Linked DNA regions of Mus musculus: all the other regions are linked to region 1. The links are chromatin contacts, called in public HiChIP or PLAC-seq and promoter capture Hi-C maps. All regions are on one chromosome and are shown on one strand. Each heading gives the region's core, a stretch centred on a gene start, on an enhancer-like site or on the middle of the called end of the contact. The rest is flanking DNA. Distances are from core to core; before and after follow the strand shown.

The links. Promoter capture Hi-C pulls out the DNA fragments that hold promoters and counts their contacts. HiChIP or PLAC-seq counts read pairs in DNA pulled down with a chosen protein or histone mark.
Region 2: a promoter capture Hi-C map of liver shows a contact between it and region 1, with 4 times the contacts expected there. The contact joins the promoter of Polr3gl here to the promoter of Arnt in region 1. A contact is called at or near these places in 3 of 39 promoter capture datasets (liver and pre-B cells) and 1 of 115 datasets of contacts at active chromatin or transcription factors (pancreatic cancer cells).
Region 3: a promoter capture Hi-C map of liver shows a contact between it and region 1, with 7 times the contacts expected there. The contact joins the promoter of Hjv here to the promoter of Arnt in region 1. A contact is called at or near these places in 1 of 39 promoter capture datasets (liver) and 1 of 9 other capture datasets (liver).
Region 4: a contact with region 1 is called in an H3K27ac HiChIP or PLAC-seq map of microglia, with 6 times the contacts expected there. The contact joins the promoter of Txnip here to the promoter of Arnt in region 1. A contact is called at or near these places in 3 of 39 promoter capture datasets (liver and pre-B cells), 1 of 115 datasets of contacts at active chromatin or transcription factors (microglia) and 1 of 9 other capture datasets (adipose tissue).
Region 5: a contact with region 1 is called in a promoter capture Hi-C map of liver, with 5 times the contacts expected there. The contact joins the promoter of Rbm8a here to the promoter of Arnt in region 1. A contact is called at or near these places in 2 of 39 promoter capture datasets (both in liver).
Region 6: a contact with region 1 is called in a promoter capture Hi-C map of pre-B cells, with 6 times the contacts expected there. The contact joins the promoter of Ankrd35 here to the promoter of Arnt in region 1. A contact is called at or near these places in 2 of 39 promoter capture datasets (liver and pre-B cells) and 1 of 484 Hi-C or Micro-C datasets (B cells).
Region 7: a promoter capture Hi-C map of pre-B cells shows a contact between it and region 1, with 4 times the contacts expected there. The contact joins the promoter of Pias3 here to the promoter of Arnt in region 1. A contact is called at or near these places in 2 of 39 promoter capture datasets (liver and pre-B cells) and 1 of 9 other capture datasets (liver).

What each region holds. Positions count from the first base shown.
Region 1 is chr3:95,432,621-95,435,813 of GRCm38.p6, forward strand. Arnt (aryl hydrocarbon receptor nuclear translocator) reads left to right here and starts at 1,770. Exons shown (of 22, transcript NM_001037737.2): 1 at 1,770-1,941. The coding sequence starts at 1,917.
Region 2 is chr3:96,592,815-96,595,917 of GRCm38.p6, forward strand. It overlaps Polr3gl (polymerase (RNA) III (DNA directed) polypeptide G like), which reads right to left and starts at 1,367. Exons shown (of 8, transcript NM_027241.4): 1 at 1,270-1,367.
Region 3 is chr3:96,523,795-96,526,610 of GRCm38.p6, forward strand. Hjv (hemojuvelin BMP co-receptor) reads left to right here and starts at 1,391. Exons shown (of 4, transcript NM_027126.4): 1 at 1,391-1,536; 2 at 2,635-2,808. The coding sequence starts at 2,721.
Region 4 is chr3:96,556,426-96,559,652 of GRCm38.p6, forward strand. Txnip (thioredoxin interacting protein) reads left to right here and starts at 1,532. Exons shown (of 8, transcript NM_001009935.2): 1 at 1,532-2,060; 2 at 2,464-2,539; 3 at 2,645-2,792; 4 at 2,908-3,010; 5 at 3,164-3,227. The coding sequence starts at 1,811. Gm15441 (predicted gene 15441) reads right to left here. Exons shown (of 4, transcript NR_040409.1): 3 at 861-1,972.
Region 5 is chr3:96,628,361-96,631,195 of GRCm38.p6, forward strand. Rbm8a (RNA binding motif protein 8a) reads left to right here and starts at 1,568. Exons shown (of 6, transcript NM_001102407.1): 1 at 1,568-1,668; 2 at 1,942-2,001; 3 at 2,117-2,194; 4 at 2,506-2,642. The coding sequence starts at 1,602. It also overlaps the pseudogene 6330549D23Rik.
Region 6 is chr3:96,668,629-96,671,487 of GRCm38.p6, forward strand. It overlaps Ankrd35 (ankyrin repeat domain 35), which reads left to right and starts at 1,503. Exons shown (of 14, transcript NM_001356538.1): 1 at 1,503-1,821. The coding sequence starts at 1,783.
Region 7 is chr3:96,695,571-96,698,407 of GRCm38.p6, forward strand. Pias3 (protein inhibitor of activated STAT 3) reads left to right here and starts at 1,506. Exons shown (of 14, transcript NM_001165949.1): 1 at 1,506-1,625. The coding sequence starts at 1,602.

The sequences.
Region 1 (3,193 bases), core at 520-3,019:
AGTTCTACTTCTAAATGTTTTTAAAATTTTTGTGTATGTGTGAGTGCACATGTTTTGGTGTGAGGAAAGTTGAAGATAATTTGCAGGAGTCCTCTCCTTGTGTAAGTTCAGAGCATTGGATCTTGGGATGTTAGGTGTAGCTGTGTAGTGGAGTCGTCTTTATGGCTAATTAAAAAAATTTTTTTTGGTGAATCAGACTGACAACAAGCCAAAGAGTAGTGCCATATGCTTATAGTTCTAACATTGGAAGGAGAGGGTGAATTCAAGACCATTTTCATCCTCATAGTGAATTTGGGGTCAGTCTAGGCTACATGAGACCTTGTTTCAAAGAACAAAATTACCCTCCTCCCCCCAGTCCACATATACATGGTGATGAATATAATAGACTTTGGGTGTTAGTTTCATTCACTTTGCTTCTCACTACTGGATTAATTTGCAAGGTGGCCTTTGTTTCATGTCTTTGGTTTTTGTTTGTTTTTGAGATAGTGTCTTTCTATATATAGCTCCTGCTGTCTTAGAACTCACTATGTAGACCAGGCTGGCATTGAACTCAGAGAAATTGGCCAGTCTCTGCCTCCTGAGTACTAGGATTAAAGGCATGCATCACTATGCCTGGATCTGTTTGTAGTTCTTTTTTTTTTTTAAATATATATTTTTAAGATTTATTTATTTATTTTATGTATATGAGTACACTGTAGCTGTACAGATGGCTGTGAGCCTTCATGTGGTTATTGGGTATTGACTTTAGGACCTCTGCTTGCTCCAATCAACCTCGCCCACTCCAGTTGGTCGGCTCACTCAGTTCCTGCTTTCTCTGGCCCAAAGATTTATTTATTATTCTAAATAAGTACACTGTAATTGTCTTCAAACACACCAGACGAGGGCGTTAGATCTCATTAGGGGTGGTTGTGGGCCACCATGTGGTTGCTGGGATTTGAACGCAGGACCTCTGAAAGAGCAGTCAGTGCTCTTACCCGCTGAGCCATCTCTCCAGCCCCTGCTTGTAGTTCTTGATTTGTAAAATTATAGAATTTATCTCACAGTGTTTTGAGTCGACATTGTCTGTTCTGAATTGCTCAGTTCTTATAATTAGACATTACGTCTGTGTGTTTACTACCTTGTCATTTTAAAAAAACTTGTGACATAGGACACCTCACTTTTGGAGGGCAGAGAAAGGGACTAGTTTCATTTTGTAGTACAGACTGGTCTTTGCATTCTGAGTTCTGGAATACTTGTTTAATAAAAATTCTTTGTTCGTTGTCTCCATTTCAAATGTTGGCATCTTTGGTACCACGTAATCACCCAGCTTTTTCCTACCAGCTTCAGAGCCAACTCTTAAGAATTAGTTATCGGACTTTTACTAGTGACAAAAGTTCATAAAGAAAAAACAACCTAGAATGGATTAGTGATCCCTGTGTTAGAACCTATAAAGAGGGTTTGCATAACAAATCGTCTGTAGGAAGCATATGCTGATGAGCCCACTAAGAAAGAAAACATTTTAGTAAAATGCTCGTTTTCTTTGCATTTCACTGACGTCAATTTGGTTATGAATCTCTGACGCCGAGAAGGCCGGATTAGGGAAACAGCTGGTTGGCTTCCTAGCTCAGGCTTCCTAGCACTCCTCGGGTCACCGGACTCACTGGCCGAGTCACTAGCCCGGCCTCTATGGCGACTTACTGTTTCTATTGGCCAGTTCTCCCAGGGAGGCTGTCTGGAGACTGACCGCGCCCATAGTTTGGGGCGTGTCTTCTGCCCAGGATGGGGAGGGGGGTGGGCGTCCGCCATCTTGGATTCCGCGGTAGCGGTGGCGGCGGTAAGGTGCCTAATCTGCGGAGTGGCTCTTCCCTCCCCTCCCCCAGCTCGGTGGCGGCTGCCCCTCCCACCGAGGGTGGCGCAGGGACGGTGCCATCTCGACCATGGCGGCGACTACAGCTAACCCAGGTGAGGCGGCAGAAAGGACTGACAAGTGCGGAGAGCCAGAGCAGAGCAGCAGGGCCGTGGCGTTCGGGTGTTGGGGGAGGGGTGTCGAGGAGGCGCCCTGCCCGGAGGACCTGGGGAACGGGTGACGGGTGTTTGGGGGCTCCGTGCCCCAACTTCTGGAGTAGTGGTGGCGCTTGGCCAGCGTCTCCACTCTGCCTGCGGTGTTAGGGAGTGTTGTGGTCTTTTAACCCTCTGCCAGCTGATGTTCCCCTGATGCCTAGTAAGTAACTGGGCAAACTGACTTGGTGTAACTGCGAGCGTAAACTGGGCTATAGACGGGGCCACGTTGACGTTTTGCAAAGTCTTGCTTGATTCTACACTTGGTTTACATTTAAATGGAAAACTTAGTTCTTTGAGAATCTGCTCAGATTCTTGTAACTCCTATACTTTGAAATTTAGGGTTTTAGCGTAGTTATTAGTGTCTTGCTGCTGAAGGCAGAGGTTTGGGTAATGGTAATAGTTCAGGACAGGTCTTTAGTCCAGAACCCAGGTTTAAATCTTGTTAGGTCGAGGTGGAGCAACTCCTGTTCTTTCAGAAAAATGTCCCGCGCCATTTGTCTGTGGACGTCCTCTTGCTTGTTTGTCTGTCTGTCTCTGTCTCTCGTTCATCTTATTTTGAGTCTTGTCTCATTCCAGCCCCCGGTTGACTTTGGATCACTGCAGTCTCCCTCTCAGTCCTTTCTACTGTATTCAGTTACATCTTAGGAAGTATTTCATTTTAGTTGGGCTAATTTACCTTGTTATTTTCCAACAAAGTAAATCCATCATTTCCCAGAAGTCTGTATCATCGAAGAGTTTGGAGGGAGGGTTGTGTAATATTGGTCTCTGCTATTTCACATTGAACTTTTAAATTTTATCTTGTTAATGTACTATATTACAGTAACAGGGTACACACACGTATGTATATACATACACACAATAGCTGAAACACTGGGAAATGTATTGTTTTCCCATTATTTTTGGAAACAGCCTTTTTTTTTAAGAGAGAGAGAGAGAGAGAGAGAGAGAGAGTCCTAGAACTTATATGTAGCCCAGGTTGGCTTCAAATTCATGTGTCAATATCAACTTTAAAAAAAATATTTTTAAGCTTTAGAAATTATGTATATGATAATGTCTACTTGTGAGTGCAGGAATGGGAGGAGTCCAGAATAGGGTGTTGGATCCCCTGCAGCAAGAGTTTCAGGCAGTTGAAAGCCCCGTGATGTGGATGCTA
Region 2 (3,103 bases), core at 117-2,616, 1.2 Mb after region 1:
GACTCACATTTCTCAATTTAAAAGAAAAAAGCTTATTTGGGGTGCAGTGGTACAAGCCTGTTATCCCAGAAAGGGTGAGGCAGGAGGGTCATAAGTTGGAGGTCAGCCTGTTTGCCCTGCATAGAAAGAACTGGTTTCGAAAATATTTTCCCACATACTAAATAACAATTTATTGAATAGATGTTATCAGAGGGTTCATTGTGATCCCGGTTGTCTAGCACTGTGTCTGCTATGTAGTAGGTTCTCAGTAAATATCTGTCTTTTGAACATGTGTCTACAGACTCTGTGAGTCACAAAGACTCCCTTCTGGTTCTTTTTGTTGTTTTCCTTCTCTGGTCTGAGAATAACTATAAAACATTAATGCAATAAACCACCAGTTCAAAGACCCCTAATTATATAATGTTGTCTTTTATTGTTCCCTAATTATATCAGGAGTTTAAATTTGTCCTCCTTGACAAGAGCACTGGTTCCCACAAATCAATTCCACTCGATTAACGCTTACTGAACACAATGTATTAAGTACCCCAATCTGTCCCATCAAACCTTCCGTTCATAGAATAGAAACAGTGAAAGAGAACATATAATCCTAACACCGGGGGTACTGTGGCAGGGGGAATGCAAACTGGAGGCCAGTATGGGCTACATAGCAAGAGTCTGCCGATAAAAGCATGGGAGGGATGGAAAAAGTCAGCCTCGTGAGATGGTAAATACTCGTGTTGCCAAGTGGCCAGGAAACAGGCTGACTAGCTCAAGTTGTCCTCTGACCTCCTTGCGTAAGCCATGGCTTGTACGTACCCCCCCCACACACACACAAATAATGTAATTTTAAAAATTAAAGAGATTCCAATAGTGATAATCGGACTTTGTCAGGTCGGGGATCAATAAATTCTTCACGGTGGTCTAGGAAAGTGGTGGGTAGAGGGTAGCGGTTCAGTTGACTTGATAGGTAATAAGAATCTGTCAGGCTCTTGACAGGGGGCTAATGTTACGTTAATGGGTGCGGGAGAAGCTGGTACCATAGAAGAGTCTGAGCTACAAGAATGAACCTTCCTCTCCTGCTTTAATATCTGTCCCCAGGCGCGACAGCAAGCTGTCTCCGGCGTACAGTCAAGACAGCAGTGAGAGCCCGGGGAAAAAGGGGAGGGATTTAGAAGGGGGCTGATCCAACAGGCTGACAGAAAGCGTTATCTACGTCGCTGTCGGCGCCGAGGGACTAATTCGGGAAGTACCGAACCAAACCGGGTCAGAGCCACCAGGTCGAAGCCTTACCTGCCGTCCCTCCCCCACTCAGGGCCCACGCAGCCGCCAACTTGAAATTTGCTTTTCTTCTTCCAGCCCTCGTTCTAGGCCCGCCTCCCCGAGCTCTCCATTGGTGGGTTTTCCTGGCCAATCGACGAGAGCGGAGGCGGGCGAGGAGGGGAGGAGGAGGGAGCGAGCTTAACCGGAACTGAGGCTTGGGAAGTGGCGCGCTGAGACCTGGGGCTGCAGAATTCACCTCTTATGCCCAGACCGAACTAGATGGCTAAGATGTCCTGCTACTCAGAGCTCATCCAGACACGTGGCGGAGCCAGAAGAGGAGAACCGCTGCTGGGAAATGTAGCCCTGGGTCAGAGAAACCAGACTGCTCATCTGTTAACAGCTGTGCCTGCAGGAGTTCCCAGAAACACTCCAGGAGGTTCCCAACTACCGGACTCCAGCGCCCTCTTCTGGCTTAGGCCATCACACACACACACACACACACACACACACACACACACACACACACACACCACACACACACCACACACACACACACACACACACACACCACACACACACACACACACACACACACACACACACACACCACACACACACACACACCACACACACACACACACACACACACACACCACACACACACCACACACACACCACACATCACACACACACACACCACACATCACACACACACACACACACACACACACACACACACACACACCACACATCACACACACACACACACACACACACACACACACACACACACCACACATCACACACACACACACACACACACAGAGAAACACTCCAGGAGGTTCCCAACTACCGGACTCCCGCGCCCTCTTCTGGCTTAGGCCATCACATACACACCACACACACCACACACACACACACACACATACCACACACACCCTCTTTATTATTCTTCCTCAGTCACCAGCACTACTAATAAATAATCTTTAAAAGATTTTTTTTCTCTAAAGGCAGGGTCTGGCTACCCAGTCTAGGCTGGCCTTGAACTCTTGATACTCTTGACTCTGCTACCAAGCTCAGGCCCCAAATGCGGATTGTTGCGGTGTCTGAGAAGTGAGGGAGAGAAGGGGGCTTGGGACCAGAGCAGTAATTGGGGAGAGAAGGCAGGAACCCAGTGGGTTTTTTCTTTCTGTACTTTCCACTGCCCTTCAAGCCCCTTCAAGGAAAGAGGGCAGAATAGAAAGAGTCATTTTTTTTACAGAGTAGAAGTAAAGGGAAATACTTCAGGATGGATGTAAAACTAGGAGTCAGTCAACAAGAATATGACAGAGGTCAGAGAAAATGGCCTCTAGACTGGGAAGTTGCATGTGGATGACACATACTCCGTTTTTGGAATAGTATAAAAACATAGCTGTAGCGCTTTGGGGGAACTTGCTTAACCTCATTATCATTTGTTGCAGGAAGACAATAGTTCCCCCCTCATTGAGTTGTGAGGGTTGGAGATGATGTATGTATGCACATCTCTCGGCACACATCAATAGCTAATAAAAGTGGGTGATTTCCCTCCGGCTGTTTCTCCTCCTTTCCCAGGAACGTGACTTTTTGTATCTGTACTTGGTGGCGTCCACCATTTGAGTCCTCTAAGACCCTCGGTGAGCTTTCCAAACCCTTAATACCCATCCGATGCCCCCACTTTCCTTGGTACCTTCCAGCTGGACACAAACTCATCCCTAAACTATGCAGATGGAAGCCTTGGTAACCATGGAGACAGGGCAGGTGGCACGGAGAGGCAGAGGCAGTGAGCAACAGATAGGAAGAGATGAGTGATTCAGGCAGGGACCTTCAAGGAAGAGGGAAGAATGAG
Region 3 (2,816 bases), core at 141-2,640, 1.1 Mb after region 1:
CCCAACCATCCAGTGCAGGGAAATTTTATGGAATAAAAGTTCTTGGGATGTGGGCTGGTGAAATGGCTCAGCAGGTAGGTAGAGGAACTAGCTACCAAACCTCACATTTGGCCCCTAACGCCCACATGGTGGGAGGAAAGAATTGACTCCTATAACGTTTCTGACATCCACATAGGTACACACAGACACACAGAGACAGACATGTTCTAAATAACTTAATGTAAAAGATTATTGTGATATGGTCTTGTATAGTTGAGAAAAAGCTAAATTCATTATAAAAAATACATGTGCTCCCACACTTCTCTTGTAAAGTGTGTGTGTGTGTGTGTGTGTGTGTGTGTATGCGTGCCTGAGAAGGGACCATGTACCATGTGGACCTGTAGAACTTCATGTAGAGCTGACAGGGCCAGAAGCTTTTGTGACACACTTTGTAATCAGTCCTGTGCTGCTTTCCCTTGGCAAGTACTGTGGGACAGTGTCCCAGAAATGCCACCAGGTGAAAAGACGGACATAGCTAAAACCCTGATTATAATTGAATCTTCAAACAGTTTGTCTATAAAAGTATATTCCCAAATGTCTTCCTTCTGAATTCACCTATCTAACGCCACTCCTCTGTGGATCAGTAGTGTTCAAAACTGACTCCGATTCTTCTCTCTGCCTCTGTTACTACCCCGGCCCCGGCCCCTGCAACCTGGAAGCTTCTGTTTTTTGTGTTTGTATTGATGAGGAGGAGGGAGGAGGGATTGTTGCACAAACTAGTGTAATGGAAAAGGTGGAGAGAGAGTAGACAGCTGCAGAGATCTGATCTGGGCAGACGGAATAAACCCTTCTCGAAACAATTCTGCTCTCGGATTTCTCGGGACAGCTGGACCTTTCAGCTTCTGAAATAGTTGGCAGAGATGGGGGAGGGTCTCTGAACTATGCTTGCCGTCCATCTTCAAAGCCGGCCACCTCAGTGTATTATGTGTAGAAGAAATTCAATGGAATCCTCAGTAAAGAGAGGATGAGAGCAGTGAGTGACTGGCATCACACAAAATCACCACCAGCAGTCTTAAAGGCATTACTGGGAATACTGAGTTCATTACTGGGAATGCTGGAGGGCCTGAGTGGCAGCTTATAAGCTACAGTTGGATATATGACTTGGCCATCATCTTTCTTTATACTCTCCCTCCCTTGGTATCCAATATTTCCATATTCCATCCTTATTTTGCTCATCGTTCCTGCTGCCTTAGCTCCCACACCCCACTGCCACCAACGTTCCTGGAATTTTGGACCTAGCTATTTTTAAAACTGTCAACTCAGTAGGCACCTCCCTCCTCCTCTCAGCTGTCCAGTACTTGGGCCAACCATATACTCTCCCTCCCCCCTCCCCCCACACCAAACCTCCTCTGGCTCTCTGACCTGAGTGAGACTGCAGCCATTCCGGGGCAATCATGGAGAAAGAGATGGGGGACCCCCTGGCTGGAGCAGACCAACAGAATAGGCAACTATGGCTCGAGAACCCAGTATCAGAGTAATGCTTGACCTCGGGAAACAGTAAGTCCAGATGAAATGTCGATCACTTTGATAAGCTTTTGGGTCAAGGCCAGAACTTCATAAAGTTACAGACATCTGTTCTGAAAACTAAGATCTCCCCTTAGCAACTACCCCAGTCTTCACTTTTCCTCTTGCCTAGATGTTTTCTAATCCATGGCCATTTGATGTTTAATGCTGCCTCTCTCTGGCTTTCCTATTTTCCTCTCCATCTTATTACACCAAGACCTTGGGAGAGGGGGAGGGGGCAGTGCTAAGGACTGGGCCCAGGGCCTTGAGCATGGTAAACACTCAGCTACCATCGAGTTACACTCCCATCCCTACCTCAAGACCTCTCTGACCTCCTGCTCATATGCTTATCCCAAAGTAGGGTTTTGACAGGAGAAAAGGAGACAGACCCTCCCCCATATCTGTTCTCCTCAAAAGACCAGGAGTGTCTGGATTGGGCTTTTCAGCTGGGTCTGGAAAAACACATGAACTGTTAGACAGAAACATATATTAATTTGAATGCTTGATTTGTACCCCATCCTGTGAGAGGGATCGTACTGTCAGCCCTCTGGAGAGGCTGAGAGACCGGCTCTCCTTTCACTGGGAAGGTGATATCGTAGACAGGGCGTCTGCCTACCATGTTACCCTTTGTGCCCTTCTAACACAGTGAAGAAAATGAAACGGCAGGTGGTTTCTGGTGGGAAGGATCCATAAGAAGTATGTTCTTAAAGCGTGATCAGATCCTGGTGCTACTGGGGACCCACTGACATGGTCAGAACCTCACTTTCTCTAGGGGTCCTCCATTTTTGGCACATCTGCTATTTGGTAGTCAGGATGGGGCAGTACACTGGACTCTGCACACTGAGGTCACTCAACCTTCCCTCCACCACCACCCCGCCCCCGTAGGCATATTGCACAAGGGACCTGAAGGTGGCCGCAGGGGCAGGGCACAGAGGCTCACCAGCCACGCTCACCCTCTGGAAGCCTCCTTCTTCCCAAGATCCAGTCTGTCTCATTTTTGTTTTGGTCTCTTCAGATGCTCTCTCTACCCACCATCTTGACTGGTCTCCAACCCTTCTCTTTCCCCACACTCAGCCAAATTTCTTCTTCCAGTCACAGAAGTACCCAGAGAAATTCACTAGGTAGGAGGCTCATCATCTGGGAAGAACCGGTGCCTGGGGGGACCTGGCTGGATAGGTATGGGCCAGTCCCCTAGTCCCCGGTCCCCCCACGGCAGCCCTCCAACTCTAAGCACCCTCACTCTCCTGCTGCTCCTCTGTGGACAGGGTAAGGAA
Region 4 (3,227 bases), core at 282-2,781, 1.1 Mb after region 1:
AAGGTTCAGTTGTAACTTGTTAGCCTTAGGGTGTCAACCCAGTTAGGGCGCGCGGGGGTGGGGGCTGGGGGTGTTGTTTATGAACAGCGGTGAACAGGCATGCAATCGCTTTTTACTTCTCCATCTTAATCTCAGGGCTATATCATCTTTATTTTCCTGCGCAAGGAAGGAGATAGATAGTCTCCTAATAATTCTGCCCAAATATGGAAGGAGTTTAGGACTCAATGACAAGGCTCCGGCGCGGGGTGGGGGTGGGGGTGGGAGTGGGTGGGTGGGTGGGGAATAGAGTAGGGGGCGAAGGGGGAGGGGGTTGCAGGTAATCCTTCACACAAGAGTTTCTTTGCACACTTAAGAGTTATTTCTCTAGTCAGCTCCTGAGGCATCTCTCAGCAAGGTTTGCCAGATAACTAAGTGAAACTAACACAGCTCCAGCGCCGGTGAAATTGAAACAGGCTTAGGGACATGCATTTCATTTAGTGAATTTGGAGAGAGGACAGAGGGGGGAAAAGAATGACAGGAACTCGAAAACAAAGTAAGGAGTGAGGTTCTTTTTCTTCCTTTTTCTTTCTTTCTTTTATTTTATTTTTTTGGTTTGTCCACCTCTTGTTTCCTGGAGAAACAAGGACGGGGGAGCCATCAGTGTGAAAGTAAACACCTCACAAAGCTGCAGTGAGGAACAAGGGAACATATACAAAATGTTCCCCAACTTCACAGGTACACTGAAGAGATGAGGGGATAAGCAACAGGATGTGGACACTCCCTTACTGCTTCCGCTCCAGAGAACAGAATAGAATGTAATGGGCGAGGAACAGTAGCAGCACATAGGGGCATGAAATGAGGGGGAAATGAGGGGAACCCACCAGAGCATTCACCAGAAAGGACTGAAAGCCAGACTTTAAAATATCTGACAAGTTCTCGTCTGGAGAGACCGCAGCCTTTTATTCTTCAATAGAAGTGCAATAGGAGCATATCGGGTGGGCTCTTTCTCACTAACACGACTGCACTCTCGCCCTCCGCTCCATCCTGGAGTATCCTCGGTGCGATGGGATTGTTTTTCACAAGACTTGCGAACTTGTGAGCCAGGAATAAATGGTCACCTCGAAATGAATTGCGCTGGCTCAGGCGAGTCATGAAATCCTCTCCTAAGCACATTTTTCTTTCACCTAAAAAAAGAAGGGGGAAAAAAAAAACAAAGCACACACCCAAATAACCCAGCTCCCAAGAGGAGTCCCCTGGATGAGGTTCAGGGTCCCGGGGTCCCAGCCTCCCGGGGGGAGGGAGGGCACCCGTCGCCCCGGGCCCCGCCCCTCCTGCTGGCAAGGCTGCGCACCCGAACAACAACCATTTTCCCCGCTAGGAGCACACCGTGTCCACGCGCCCCGGCGGCCTCGCTGATTGGTTGGAGGCCTGGTAAACAAGGGCCAAGTAGCCAATGGGAGAACTGTGCACGAGGGCTGCACGAGCCTCCAGGCCAGCACTCGCGTGGAGCGCCAAGCCAGGCGGCTATATAAGCCGTTTCCGGCAGCCGCTTGACACTCTCCTCCTCTGGTCTCGGGGTTTCCAGAGTTTCTCCAGTTGCGGAAGACAGCTGTTATTTTTCTCCTGAAAGCTTTTGGCACAGCCGGCAGGCTGAAACTTCCAGGCACCTTTTGGAAAAGTTGTTAGGGTTTGTTTGAAGCTTTCTTTACATTTTCGTTTGGGTTTTCAAGCCCTGACTTTACGGAGGCGAGCTCTTCGTTTGCTTTGAAGGGTTCTTAAAGATTTTTTTCCTCTCCGGCTTTCGTTTTTCTTGAACCCACTCGGCTCAATCATGGTGATGTTCAAGAAGATCAAGTCTTTTGAGGTGGTCTTCAACGACCCCGAGAAGGTGTACGGCAGCGGGGAGAAGGTGGCCGGACGGGTAATAGTGGAAGTGTGTGAAGTTACCCGAGTCAAAGCCGTCAGGATCCTGGCTTGCGGCGTGGCCAAGGTCCTGTGGATGCAAGGGTCTCAGCAGTGCAAACAGACTTTGGACTACTTGCGCTATGAAGACACACTTCTCCTAGAAGAGCAGCCTACAGGTACTGCTCCCAGCAGGACTGATGGTGACTTGGGAGGTCTGTGGGTCGGGGAGGGCACCACTAAATGTTTCGAGTTGTTCGTTTGAATGGTTTGAACTGTTGGTCCCTATATTTTTTTACTTTGTAATTAGCAAGTTTTTCACTACCCTTCACCCCCCTAGAGTGATTTGAACACTTTCTGAGGTACTGTTTCCTGAAAGTGTTGTCTTAGCTACTACTTAAAGATTAATGTATTTGTGGATTTCGCAACTTTCTGTCCAAGAAAGTGCTCTGGGATCTTTTCTTCCATAGTGTAAGAGATGAAAGTGGAAGTGAAGTAAGGTAGTCTACTGCCCAGGCACTCCTCATTGACGCTTTCAAAATGTAACAAGAAGCCTAATGGCCCCTTGTCTTTGTTTCCCAGCAGGTGAGAACGAGATGGTGATCATGAGGCCTGGAAACAAATATGAGTACAAGTTCGGCTTCGAGCTTCCTCAAGGGTAGGCATCCACCGTGTGCACCTTGCACTCTTATTTCTAAGTCTTCCCCCTCCATTGATCTCTTACAGTTCTTAGCCTTAATTTTGGTTCATTGTTTTGACACAGGCCCCTGGGAACATCCTTTAAAGGAAAATATGGTTGCGTAGACTACTGGGTGAAGGCTTTTCTCGATCGCCCCAGCCAGCCAACTCAAGAGGCAAAGAAAAACTTCGAAGTGATGGATCTAGTGGATGTCAATACCCCTGACCTAATGGTGAGGATTTTTTGTTTTTGTTTTTAAAAAGGTTTTAAAATTCTTCTTGGTCAGGGATAATAAATTAGATGCATGGGGGTTGAAATATCTCAAAACATTATTTCCTTTTACACAGGCACCAGTGTCTGCCAAAAAGGAGAAGAAAGTTTCCTGCATGTTCATTCCTGATGGACGTGTGTCAGTCTCTGCTCGAATTGACAGAAAAGGATTCTGTGAAGGTAAAAACATACTGCTTCAAATGCTAGACAGGATAGCCAGAACTGGGGGTGGGGGGGTTGGGGGTGGTACGGAGAGGGTCGTAGGGTAGAGGCAGAGGAAGTGCTGTTAACTTGCATGGCTATTCATACTTCCTCATTTTATTTTAACTCTAGGTGATGACATCTCCATCCATGCTGACTTTGAGAACACGTGTTCCCGAATCGTGGTCCCCAAAGC
Region 5 (2,835 bases), core at 318-2,817, 1.2 Mb after region 1:
AAATCTTAAAAAAAAAAAAAAACCAGAATTCCCCCCCCCAAAAAAAAAAAAACAACAACAAAAAAAAACCAAACTGGGTTGGAGAGATGGCTCAGTGGTTAAGCGCACGGACTGCTCTTCTGGAGGTCCTGAGTTCAAATCCCAGCAACCACATAGTGGTTTACAACCATCTGTAATGGGATCTGATGCCCTCTTCTAATGTGTCTGAAGACAGCTACAGTGTACTCAAATAAATAAAAAATAAACAAACAAAAAAAACCACCTGAGCGGGGAAGTGGTGGCACATGCCTTTAATCCCAGCACTTGGGAGGCAGAGACAGGCGGATTTCTGAGATCGAGGACAGCCTCGAAATACAGAGTGAGTTCCAGGACACCCAGAGCTACACAGAGAAACCCTGTATTGAAAAGAAAAAAAACAAAAACAAAAACACCTGAGATGGTTCTTCTCAGTTGTCAGGCTTACTCTCTCTGGAATGAACTACAAATCCAGAAATGAGGGGCACACCTGTGATTTTCTGTTTGGTGGAGTGGGTAGATCCACTTCTAGTCCAGACTTTAGGTAGGAAAGAACACCTCTGAGCTACATCTAGAGGCAGGAAGACACAGGCTTTTCTTTAATCTTTTGTTTGTTTGTTTTGTTTTTGTTTTTGGAGACAGGGTTTCTCTGTGTAGCCCTGGCTGTCCTGGAACTCACTCTGTAGACCAGGCTGACCTCGAACTCAGAAAGCTGCCTGCCTCTGCCTCCCAAGTGCTGGGATTAAAGCGGGCAGGCACACCTTTAACCTGGGCCACACCTTTTGCTGAAGCCTATATAAAAACATGGATGAAGGAAACTTTTGCACTTTGCCTTGCTCATAAGTCCGTTTCTTCACCGGCACTGGAGCCTACTTTTTCTGGATTCTAGACCAGCTGAGACATCCAGCCTTGTGGAACTAAGCAAATACTAGATTCTTCGACTTTCTGGACACATCTAGTTATTCTCCAATTAGCTGGACTGCAGCCCGTAAGTCATTTCAATAAACCCATATATGTAGATATGTATCAAAGGATTTCTTGCTAGTTGAAAGTTTTATGAGAAAGTCACTGACTTCACTCACCCTTTAAATTTGCCCCAACGCGGCTGCGCTCCGGACCTTCAATCTACCTGATCAACTTGGCTGTAGAACTTCCGAAACCACTTTATTTTACTTTTTATGTTTTTGAGAAAGGGTCTCATTCTGTAGCCTTGGAGCCCGGCGTGGTAGCACAGGCTTTTAATCCCAGCAGCATGTGGAAGGGGAATATAGTTGGATATCTGTAACTTCGAGCCCAGCTAGGGCTATATAGAGAGACCCTGCCTCAAAAGAAAAGAAAACAAAACACAATCACAAACCATGTAGCCTACGGCCTCATACTCGCAGAGCTCCATCGGGGTCCCAGAGTGCTGGACGTTTCTAGCGCTTCATAGTGGGGCCGCCTACATTGGCGAATTTTCACCGCGCCGAGGGCGGGACTTGGAGGCAACCTTTAATTGGTCAGCCTAACTCGTGACGTTTTTCTTCTGCGACAGCTTCCCGAGGTGCTTAGCTTCTAGAGACTCAGAAAGCGCCGAGAGAAGCAAGATGGCGGACGTGCTGGATCTTCACGAGGCGGGGGGCGAAGATTTCGCCATGGATGAGGATGGGGACGGTGAGGAGAGTGGAGGCGACTGCGGGAAGAGGGGAAGGTGCGAGAGGGGAATGCAGTAGAAATTTTCCTGGGACGTCACCCCACGAACTGGGTCTGAAAAGATAGACTCCTCCCCCTTGGGAAAGGAATTAGGGGCGGAACTGGGAAGGGACTGAAGCTGGAGTCTGTGTCGAAGCTTCCAGATAGTCTAGGAAACGCGACAGGTTTTTTTTGTTTTTTTTTTCAAATGACTCTTATTTTTGTTGCTTCTTATTTTCTCACCTGGAACTCTAGAAAGCATCCACAAACTAAAAGAAAAAGCAAAGAAACGGAAGGGCCGCGGCTTTGGCTCCGGTGAGTGTGGGGAATAGGGTAGAGTGGTCTAAGAGGCAGAAGCCCGCGAATTTGGGAGTGTGAGGGGGACACATTTGGAGGACAGTTTTCGGTGATCTGGTATGAATTCTTTTAGAAGAGGGGTCCCGAGCGCGGATGCGGGAGGATTACGACAGTGTGGAGCAGGACGGCGATGAACCTGGACCACAGCGCTGTAAGTAAATAGGACCTATGGGGAGTCTGTGTGCACTGGCACTCAAATGCAAAGTAAAGAGTTGTTTAACCAGTCTCAGAAAATTGCTTATTGTAGGTTCTTTTCAGAATTTTTCTTTTTTAGTTTGTTTGGTTTTGGGTTTTTTTGTTGTTGTTGTTTTGGATACAGGGTTTCTCTGTTAAGCCCTGGCTGTCCTGAAACTCTTTTTGTAGACCAGGTTGGCCTCAAACTCACAAATCTGCCTGCCTCTGCCTCCTGAATACTGGGCTTTTTAGCTTACATGTTCATACAACACTTTCCCTACCCAACAGCTGTTGAAGGTTGGATTCTCTTTGTCACTGGAGTCCACGAAGAAGCCACTGAAGAAGATATCCATGACAAATTCGCTGAATATGGGGAAATAAAAAATATTCACCTTAATTTGGACAGGCGCACGGGATACTTGAAGGTAGATTTTCTTGCTTCCCTCACTTACAACTCTTAGATACATTGATTATGTTGTTTTTGTGAGTTGATCAAGCACAGGTAGGAAGTGAAATGACATTGGAAATTGATTTTGTTACCCACATGAAAGAGACAGAAACAGAATGAGCATGTTTGTGTATATAATGGGGATATGTGGTGTATAGCTGCGAAATTTT
Region 6 (2,859 bases), core at 253-2,752, 1.2 Mb after region 1:
GAAAAACACTTTACATGGATTAAGAAAGTACAAGGGGGGGGGGCTGGTGAGATGGCTCAGTGGGTAAGAGCACCCGACTGCTCTTCCAAAGGTCCGGAGTTCAAATCCCAGCAACCACATGGTAATGAGATCTGACTCCCTCTTCTGGAGTGTCTGAAGACAGCTACAGTGTACTTACATATAAATAAATCTTAAAAAAAAAAAAGTTGCAAAGGGCATTATGAATGAATGGTCTGCTACAACAGTTTAAACTTGGAAGTTTGCCAGAAAATACTGAGAGTGAAGGCAGGCTTCTGGTTTTGGTTTTTGAGACAGGATCTCTCTGTTATGTACCTCTGGCTGTCCTGGAACTTGCTATGTAGACCCACCACACAAGACTGGCCTCAATTTACAGAAATCTACCTGCCTCTGATTCCGGAGTGCTGAGATTAAAGGCGGATGCGTCACCACACCTTCTTCAGGCTTCTGTTTCAGAAGAACCTTGAAAACCATGTTAAGAACTTTGGGCCTAAGCCGGGCGGTGGTGGCACATGCCTGTAATAATAGCACTTGGGAGGCAGAGGCAGGCAGGTTTCTGAGTTCGAGGCCAGCCTGGTCTACAAAGTGAGTTCCAGGACAGCCACGGCTACACAGAGAAACCCTGTCTCGACCAAACAAAAAAAAAAAAAAAAGAAAGAAAGAAAAAAGAAAAGAACTTTGGGCCTATAGCATCTTGGGGGGGCGGGGGTGGGGGTGGGGTCTGCTGCTAAGCCTCACTACTTTAGTTCAAGCACCGGATTCACAAGGTGAATGGAGAAAGCCAACGCCGGTTGTCTTCTGACCTCCACAAGGGTGCCCACCCTTAGCGCATACTCATGCCTCAGTAAATGAATTAATGTAAAACACTTCTAAAAAGAATTTTGGGCTTTATTCCATAGGGTTCCATGAGTATTTGGGTGGGCTTGCTTGGTTTACAGGGAGGAGAAAGGAGAGATGGGAAGGCCAGACCAGTTGGCTGCAACTAATACTTGTCAAACAAGAATTACTAAGAAGTGAGTCTAAAGGATAAGGAAGGTCGGACTTTTTGTTTGTTTGTTTGTTTCTTGGAGTGGGGAAGCAGACAGTAAAAACTCTCCCCTTGCTGCTTTCTAAGATCTGCGTTAGTGATCGGCTTGATCCTTTGAGTTTTGTCCAACCTCTGGTTGCAGTGGGTCACAAATCACCCATTGGTGATCAAGTCTGCTTAGTGCATCACGTTTCCAAACTCTATAGAAGATCTTGGGGCGTTGGGAGGGAGGGGATGAAGCACACACAGGTCATGGCTATGACTAAGAGTCATTAACTGGTAAAAGAGGTTGGTGACATCGAAGCTTGTGGAGGTCCTTGAGAGGGGGCGGGGGCGGAACTGGGGGTGGAGCTCCAAGCAGAAAGACGGGGGACTTAGGGCCTGGAAGTCGCTGGTGCGGAGGCTGCGAGCATCCCTCTTGGATTCGGTAGGTAACTACAGGGGGCGGGCTTCGGCTGAAGGGCGGAACTTGAGAGCCAGCCAGGGTGGCCGCAAAAGACTGCGGGCTTTTTGCCTCTGCAGGGACGGGGTTAGGCAGGGCCAGAGGCGGGGTTTTAAGCCCAGCCTTCAGTTGAACGTCTACGATTGAGCGGGGTGGGATCTGGGGCGGGGCTTGGGGCGGGACCCAGTCTGCTTTTTGACAGCTGTCTTTCGGCACAGCCGTAGCCGAGTTGGGTTAGGAACTTGTGGCCCGGCTCTCTGCGCGTCCCCGTCCCCCCGTGGCCCTAGCCCCGGCCATGAAGCGCATCTTCTCCTGCTCCAGTTCACAAGTGGCGGTAGGTGCCAAATGTGTGGGAGAAGGGCTGTGGCTGGGATTCAAGCCCTGTGTTGACAGAAGTCCTGAGTCCCATCTCCATGGATGATCGCATTAACCCTGCCTGCATCAGTCTTTCCTGCGATGTTAGCAGTTCTGATAATGCGGTCGCCAGCCCTGGTAACTGAACTTATGGGTGTTATTAAAACCCTGTCCCTTAATCTTTTCCTTCCCAAGGTGCTTCCCCTTGGCTCCTTTTCCCAACATATTTGGCTTCCAGCTTCTGGTATGCTTTCTAAAGTTCTGTTCTCTTCCAATGACCCTGGTCTCTACTTCAGCTGCGGCTCCCAGTACCAACCCACCTCCAGACATCTGCCCGCCCCCACCCCAGCCTTTAAATCCGTTCCTACTTCTATCCCTAATTCCTGCCCTATAGCTTCACTTCCATCCTTGCCTTCTCACAACGTTCTCTCTCACATAGCTCCATTTTTACTCTTTGCTTTCTGCCCCTAACAGTATTTTCTGCCCCCAAAGTATTCTCACCCCAGTGCCTTCTTCCAACCCTTCTTCACAGCCTCCTTTACCAAACTTGCCTCTTCCACTCCATGACACTGCCTCTTCCACTCTCTCAAGCACCAATCCAAATCTCTTTCCAAGCGTCTGTCCAACATGGGGCCTCTGTTTTCTTAATTTCCAGTGACCTTTTCCTCAATATTACTTCCTCTACCTTTTGCCTGGACCTCCTGCCTGCTTACAGTGGCTTAACCTTGCAACCTAGCTAGCCAGACAAACGCTGTCAGAGGACAGACAAGTCTCCTGGCTGATCCCCAAGAGCCTGGGTGAGTTGCCTGCAGAATTTACCCTGGCCAGTTCTCTGTACTGTCTAGTCTTCAGACTGGTTCTTGGGACCAATCAAGTTCTGTCTGGTTCTCCCCCCATCCCACCCCACCCCCAATTATTCCTTTGTCTTGTTTAGCATTTGTGTTCATTTTCTTTGATTGAGTTAGGGGAATGAGATGGTGAAGGAGAAGACAGAGTGGATCACAATGAGAGAGTTCCT
Region 7 (2,837 bases), core at 256-2,755, 1.3 Mb after region 1:
CCCCTTTACAAATATTTACTGGACAAATGACATTATCCCTGAGGCCCCAAACAACTATAAAATGTGGAGTTTTTACGATAACTAGTATAAGGAACAGTGCCTTAAAGTAGCTATCTTTATAGATATAGAAATGAACTACTCAGCCAGGCAGTGGTGGCTCATGCCTTTAATCCCAGCACTCGGGAGGCAGAGATAGGTGGATTTCTGAGTTCGAGACCAGCCTGGTCTACAGAGTGAGTTCCAGGACAGCCAGGGCTACACAGAGAAACCCTGTCTCGAAAAACAAACAAACAAACAAACAAACAAAGAAATGAACTACTCAAATCGTCAGGTTAAGTGACCAACTTGGTTGAAACAGGGCCCTTTGGAGGGTCCAAAGCTTTGGAGGAGGAAGTAGGCACTTTAAAGAGGGGCAGAAGTGTGTCTTCTGTACCTGTATCTCCTTGTGTTCACCAACTGTGGGATCCCTAGTTACTGAAAGCATATTTGGAGGTTGGGAGATAGAGGGTTATCTGTAGGGATTGGGCTGCTTATTTTCCATTTGTAGCCCAGGTTTTCCCCCAGATAGATGGAGATCTCATCCTATAACCTTTCTAAACAACCAGAGTCCCAATGCACATAGTCCCAGTCCAGCCCAGTCCAGGCTCTACACTCCCTCCCGCAAGGGATCAAAGGACTACTCAAACTTTGAATGCCCAGAATCTCTTCTCTCCTCAGCGCTCAGAGGAGTTAATAACTCCCGCCCGGCTCCTGGGCTCCGCCCCTCTCCCCTCTCCGAGGTCCTGGCGGGCTTACCCTGGAGGGGGCGGCCCCAGCAGCAACGCTTGGCCGGGCGGAGCTCAGGCCCGGGCGGTGCTGCGGCTGCAGCGTCCAGCTGCCCGACTGAACTCCAGCCGTGCAGCAGACTGCCGGAGCTGCGCGAGCCCTTTCTGCACCGGGGCTCACCCCCGCAACTCTGCGGGTAAGTCCTGCTTTCCGCACCCAACTTTGTTGCCTGTCAAGCCTTGAGTCGTATGGCGCTAGCAGGACCTAAGCTTGTAATTGCTGTGTTCGGGGGAGGTGAAGAATTCGGAACAGCCGTCTCCAACAGTTCGCAAGTCCCCAACTTCCCCCAAAAAGGACAGGAGAGCATCACTTTCAGAGTTGGCGGGACTCTGGGATTTCGCTAACTAAACTTGCGGCGGAGATCTCCGGGGGACAGGGGCTCCAACTTCGCCGCCCCTCCCCCATCCCTCGGAGCTCCGGCAGTTCCGGATACTTTCCCTCCATCTTTCAAGTATCCTTGGCTGCCTAAAAGCCCATCCCTTCGGGTCCGCCTTCTCGTCGTTACCCGCAGGGCCCCGAGATCCCCGGGCTGCACACTCCCTGCGGGGCCACCGTGTCTCCCGCCGCCGGGAGACTTGCCCCGGCCATCCGGCTGCAGGAGAAGGGGCGAGGCCGGCGGCGGTCCGGAGCCCGGCGGGCGGGGCCGGGAAGGGGAGGTGTAGGGGGCCGGACGGGGCGGAGCAGGCGGCCTTTGCGGCCGGCGCTGGGGCGGAGAGTTTGCGCCGGTCCCTGGGCCTGAGCTCCGGCTCGGGCTGGGGCGCCTGCGATGTCTCAAGATGGCGGAGCTGGGCGAGTTAAAGGTACCGGCCCCCTCCCCCAGCCCCAGCAGGACTCGCTCGGCTGCCCGCTGAGGCGGGGAGGCGACCAGGCTGGGCGCAGCGGGATGGGGTGGGTGCGGGCGACGTGGCAGGGACTGGCTACAGGGATGCGCGGGCAGCGGCCGCGAAAAGGGGCTGCGGTGGCGCCCCGGGGGCGGGGCCGCAGGGCAGATGCAGGGGTGGGGCGGAGGGGGGAATTGTCGCCCCGGAGGGCCGAGGCACAAGGGGCGGGGACGCGGGGCCGTAGCCGCTTTTAGTAGTAGGTAGTTGCAGGGTACAGGCGGGCGAGGGAAAGCTCCTCTAGAGGCGTAGGGGTGAGTCCATCAGGCCAAGAGGTGTGACAGTGAGGGGGAGCCGTAGGGATGGGACCCGAGGACCAGATGTTATCAAGCTCCCGGGGACCTGAAGCTTAGGCTTGGGGCTGCTGTGGGCATCCGAGCCTTGGGCAGTACCGATAGGGGGGCTGAGACGTAAGGGGGCGGGGCTGTACAGGAGCGTACCTTAAGAGATGAGGCAGGAGCATCCTGGAGGCTTAGAGTAAGGAACTGTCCTAATGAGGTCCTGTGGTTGGAGAGGTAGAGAAGTGTGAACCACTGGATAGAAAAAAAGTTATTGAGCCAGTGGAGAAATAAAAACAAGTAGGAGGAGCCAAGGATGGAAAGGTAGAGAGAAGGACAAGGTTTTCATCACATTCCTGAAAAGGAGACCAGGAGGAAAAGAACTTGGGAGAGCTAATGGTCCACCCGTGACTAGGTCTTCTAGACATTCACAGAAGGGAGCCCTAGAAGGAGAGAGATCTTGCCCCACCACAACACAGTCTCCAAGGAACCACACCAGAAGATATCCTACAGAACCTTAGACCTTCATTCCCCCATCTTCTGGCTTCGCCCCATCCTTGTCCCGAGTAAGCCTGAGTTCTAGCCATTGGGCCATCCACGTTTAAGAGCTGACTTCTGTGCTTTGGTTCACAGACCCCATTCTCATTCTCTTGGGGTCTCTGTTGAGAAGTTTGCCTTGGTTCCCACCCTGGTGGCTATCTATGAATATACCATGTATGAGAGAAAGAAGGAAGATGGTAGTTCTGGACTGTTTGGTTTCAGACCCCAGGACAAGGGGGCTGAGGTGCATATTTTACATCTCAAAGCAGCCCTGGCCTCCAGGTTCTCCCAGCATCCCTCAGTCCCTACCTGGCAT